2 separate regions of the Xenopus laevis genome follow, and region 2 is linked to region 1. A link is a contact called in public Hi-C data. All regions are on one chromosome and are shown on one strand. The core of a region is the stretch at or near the end of the contact, and the rest is flanking DNA. Distances in the headings are between cores, read along the strand shown. Region 1 holds the start of emx1l.L (homeobox protein EMX1). Region 2 holds the start of LOC108710993 (H/ACA ribonucleoprotein complex subunit 2-like protein).

What was found. A called contact is a pair of places that touch in the nucleus more often than the background predicts.
Region 2: a contact with region 1 is called in a Hi-C map of the XTC cell line, with 3 times the contacts expected there. A contact is called at or near these places in 2 of 4 Hi-C or Micro-C datasets (the XL177 cell line and the XTC cell line).

The regions. Positions count from the first base shown.
Region 1 is chr3L:54,968,699-54,971,398 of Xenopus_laevis_v10.1, forward strand. emx1l.L (homeobox protein EMX1) reads left to right here and starts at 1,280. Exons shown (of 3, transcript XM_018252265.2): 1 at 1,280-2,164. The coding sequence starts at 1,876.
Region 2 is chr3L:55,126,626-55,129,325 of Xenopus_laevis_v10.1, forward strand. It overlaps LOC108710993 (H/ACA ribonucleoprotein complex subunit 2-like protein), which reads right to left and starts at 1,437. Exons shown (of 4, transcript XM_018252268.2): 1 at 1,199-1,437. The coding sequence starts at 1,346.

The sequences.
Region 1 (2,700 bases), core at 30-2,529:
TTAGTAATTAGTGATCCGGTTTCATGAGGCACTTGTTACCCTGAATACACACTCACACTAAAGTAACATGCTGATCCCTAGTTACATTCATACAGTGCAAAGTCGATGAAGGTCTCAAATGACAACCGAAACGTTAGCGGTGTAATCTTATACTCGTTTGCACCCTGCACTATACAAACACAGGGGCCGTTTTTTTTTATACTTGGCTTTATATGCCACCTCTATAGGGATTAAAATATTTAGCAGTTTGTTGTCTCTCCCCCAAAGCGTTTTCCTATACAAATCGGAATAAAAGAAGAAATATAATTAGCACAAAAAAAAAAGAAAATGTGGGATAACTTTTTTTTCTCCAGGAAAACGAGAGGTTGAAGTGAAATGTTGCAGAAGCAGTGATATTACTACGACTAATAAAACATGAAGCAGCACAAGGTAAACTAATGCACTGGGGGGTTAGTAGCGCTGGGAGAAGAGTAGGCGTAATTGTAGCAGAGCAGTGGCAGTAGTAGGTAACACATAGGTGCAGTTTGTTACAGCCAGTGCCATCCTTGCCAAGTGCCACATAGCACATCAAACTGCCAATAAATGACATAACAATGCGCCTAGTACATAAACCCAAGTAAGATAATAATATGTGTATATGTAGCTGCTGTACATCAGAAGTCCTGTCAACCAAAGTGCAACTAACTGTTCACAGACCAAACTCCCTGAATTCCGACAACCTTATTCAGATTTAATTTTGGTGTCGGTGCAACTGTTTATTGCAATGGGAAATTGACTTTCTGCGCCGGAGAATGAATTGTTTCAGACACGTGGATAATATTATAGAATATATGTCTCGCCGTTTCAGGAAAAGGAAGAAAGATTTCCCCAGAGAAAAGGTTACACCTAACTCCCCTGCTGTTGTTGTACTACAACTCTCAGATCTCCTTACTGATGAAGAGACATAAATCGGCCCGAAAGCTTGCATTTTTTGTAATTTCTAGCATCCCCTGTCACAGCCAGAAAAAGCTTCAAACGTGACAGAAACGATACAAACTTCTACTTACACCCCTTCCTAACAGTTGCACCTCAAATGAAAGCGTAATCTCGGGGACACAATTTAGTTTTCTTTCTTTGGTACTATCCCATAATCCAGCTGCAGTAGTGGGGGAGGGGTAATCCTGACCAATGTGCTCTGTGCACTACTCGGTGAGTTTGGGGTGCTTATGTGTGCGCAGCAGGTGAGTTGCTGTGGAAAGAGAAAGGAAAGCAAATCACTTCATGTCATCCTCTTGGTAAGGTGCTAGTGCCCCGCGATAACCACGCCCACCTCCAACGCTATTGGCGGATGGTAGGATGACAGGCCGGTAGGGTCGGGGATTAGAAAAGAAACCTCAGAAAGGTACAATCTGACTCCAAGAAGCTAAAAGTATTTTCTTATGTCCCCAGCCTGAGCGCTTATCTTGTGTGAGCCACAGATAGGAACAGCACTTTAAACTGCCCACAACGATTCTGGACAGCGGGGCAGAGGGAGGGTCACAGGGCCACGACATCTTGGGAAGAGCGGAACTTTCACTGGTGAAAGACAAACAGGAGACACCAGGTATTTCATCAGCCCCAAGAAGCGCAAATTACAACCCCACTCCCGGAGACTCTTGGAACAGCCCGTTCCCTGGCGCTGAAGTGATTGGAACACTGGCACTGGGATAGGACTTGATGTAGGATACGTCTGGCAGCGCCTGTCACTACTAACCTGCTTCACCCCTACAACTACTGGCCCATAATACAGGGCAGCACCTTCACCTTGACAAAGGCACTGCCTACTCCGTACATTGGGGTCCTGACAAGGTGGGATGAGGATTGGCCTGCACTAGTGATCTGCCCCGGGGCAGCGCCATGTTTCTACCTCCAGTTAGGAAGGGCTTCTCCATCGAAGCTTTGGTTGGACCAGATCGAATTCCCGAGGAACCCCTTAGGCCCACTGCACTCAAGTACCCTGAACCTGGCCATGGGCTGACCCCGGCCCCTCTCCGGCCTGGGATTCGACTCCTGGGGCCCCCAGACCTTCTCTTCCCCGAACCAGCGGCTCCTCCCTATGGGTCTAGCTTGGGGCTCCCTCAGCATCGCCTACTGCACCGGGACCCTCTTACTTTCTGCCCCTGGATACTCCGACACCGGCTGCCAGGTGAGGCCTTAGCTATGGCTCTGGGATTGTATTGGGACTGAGTCTGGCACTACAGGGGTTATATGAGCCACTGCCAATGTGGGGTACAGCGATTACACTGGGAATTTAAAGACAGACATTTTATAAAGGACTGACTTTTCAAAATAAAATTGTCCAGGAGACAATGAGTGAGAGGGAAGGTAACAGTGTCAGACTGGGATACCAGGGGCCCACCAGAAAACCTTAGGCCGAGGGCCCACTTTCCAAACTATTATACCTCCTCTCTTCACTCAACCTCTTTATTCTCCTAGTCTTTTATATCTACTTACTATATTCTTTCATTATTACTATTTTTTCTAATATAGATATAGCGAATGACCATGAAATTGCCCAAATGTTTAGAAGCAAAAGGGCCCACTGACACCTGGGCCCACCTGGAGTTTTCCTGGTATCCCAGTGGGCCAGTCCAACACTGGAAGGTATATTTCTGGGGGTTGGCTGTTTGGGAGTTTGTGACCATAGTAGGTCCAGACTGAGAATTAAAATAGGCCCTGGCA
Region 2 (2,700 bases), core at 187-2,686, 160 kb after region 1:
CTCTTCCTTCTCCTATACTTGGATCATTTGCAGCACAGCAACTATTAAGGAATTGGATGCATACCATTTGGGAAAGCTGTGCTAACCACCATCCCCCCCTCTATTTGGACAAGCATATAGGGCCTAATTGCTGGAAGAAGCTTCGAACAAAGCATGTGCTACATTTTTTTTAAGAAGTGTTTCAGAGTGAAATGATGTGTGCCCTCCAAAAGCTCTAGATCAGTGATCCCCAACCAGTAGCTCATGGATGTTGCTCCCAGTAGCCTCACGCTGAGTGGTTATTTTTGAATTACTGATTTGGAGGCAAGTTTTTGTTGCCCAACAGAGCCTCGTGTAGGTCAACAGTCCACATAGGGGCTACCAAGTGGCTAATCACAGTACTGATTTGGCATCCCAAGAATATTTTTCATGCCATCATTTCTCCACAACTCCTTTGAATGTTGCTCATGGGTTTAAAAGGTTGGGGGTTCCCTGCTCTAGATCCCCTAACAGGACAAAGACGCATGACATTTTGTCATGGCAACAAGATGCCAGAAAATTCATGGCCGTTGTGGGAGCTAAGAATCGCCACAGCTAAAACACTTCAGATCAGATTGAGTGACCTGTATTAGCTGCAACAACAGCACAGAGTTTTCTCCATGATGAAATGGGGGGGGGGGGTGAAGAGACAATACCCCATAAAGGGCCAGCACATGGAACAGGTTGTATAAGGGTTCAGGCAGTTTGGTTTCTGGGGTCAGACTGCTGGGGTCAGCAGTGGTAGTGTTAATGAATGAAGAAGCCCCTTAAAAACAAGTTCACTGTGTGACACCCAGCCAGGAAATAATTCATCTTTGATTAACTTACAGCAGTTATAGTTCCGCTTACTATAAAGGAAATAACATTTCTATTAAAGTACTATCTTCTTCGGAAAGTGACAAGAGGAATAAAACAAATTGGACAAATCTGTGTGTATTAATGACAAAACGCTGGCCACAGGCTTCCACTGAAACCATGCTCAGTACTGCTAAGAATTTCAATGGCATGTGCCGCCTGTGGTTACTCTGTGCATCAGTAACTACATCCAGCTTGAAGTGCAAGTAATCGCATTGACTGTTATCGCGTCTTAAACACATTTTAGACTCAATCGCAATTCACGAGATGTGAAAACTCTAATTACGTCTCCACCAGAGCGAGGGAATTGAAGTGAGCACGGTACCTTTCTTTACACATTTGTTCAGCTTCTTGGTGAGTTTGCGGCCCGCGAGTGGTTTAGCGACAGGGTTTAGATACGATAACAGCTCATCGTATGATTTACTCGGCGTCTCGGGCACCTCCTCACATTCCTCCTTCTTCACTTTAGTCATTTTCCTAGATCGCACACGAGCAGGATGAAGTTATAACCACATGTAAGCGCGCACGCTCTCGCCTCTGAGGACTTCCGTGTCCGGTGGGAGGAGCAAATGTACGCCAATCAGTGACTTGTGCTCTAGTCTATATGTAAGAGGAACTCACGTCAGTTTATTGTAGTCGATTTATTATCATGTCGTACACAGTGTGTGTGTGTGTGTATATATATATATATATATATATATATATATATATATATATATATATATATATATATATATATATATATATATATAATTTTTTTTTTTTTTTTTCATCCATTCAAGCTGATATAATGGTATTCTGAAGTGTGCATCTGTTGTCTGCTAAATAACTTGTGTTTGAATGGCTGCCCTCACAGCTACACAGAAGCTTGTTTATATGAACTATAGAAGTGTTTCTGAAGCAAATATACCTGTTTTACCAGTGCAGGCCAACTGTTCATTATATTTTAATTGTTTTAAAATACTTTCATTTCAGGGTGTTACTGTTACTTTAAAGACCATCAAAGACAACCAAAGTGTTTCCATATGAACATATTACACCAGGTTTCCCAGAATTTACATTTGGAAACATGGAGGTAGGGTTGCCACCTTTTCTGGAAAAAAATACCAGCTTCCTATATATTTATCTTTTTGTTTGTATTAACAACATTCGGATCAATCATCGTTTTTGCCGGCCTACACGGAGGGAGTAAGGAGCAACAAACGCATGCTGTGTCTAGAGGCTTCACCCCCCCCCATGCGTAGTACTGTAAATTAAATCCCCTACTAATCTTGGAGGGTCTCCACTGGGCCCTATGCACTGCAACTAGGGTTGCCACCTGGCCGGTATTTTACCGGCCTGGCCGGTAAAAATGATGGTTGATCCCAATGTTATTAATAGGGAAAAATGATAAATATATAGGAAGGCCAGTATTTTTTTTCCAAAAAAGGTGGCAACCCTAACTGCAACTCAATTCCCAGTGTGCAAGCCTTATTTCATACAGTAGTTCCTCCACAGCAGCTGCCAAATAAACAAAACATGCATATGTACTTTCAATCTGCCAGTCGCCAAGATGGCAATGTCAAAAGGAAGCTTTTTCAGTTGTGCAGGTGGCCAAAACTAGTGGTAGGCAGCAGAGCTATGTGGGGAGTAATCAGCTGTTAAAGAATTGAGCAATGTGTGGGAGTTTATAGCGAGCACTGGGCCAAATAGTATTGCCTTGGATGCAAATACCATATCTCTCAACATTTTGGAAATAGAAAGAGGGACAAATAGATTTGCCGTGCTCCATGTGGCTGTTTTTTGGCCACATGCACTAATTACAATGTTCATTTTACAAAATTTGGC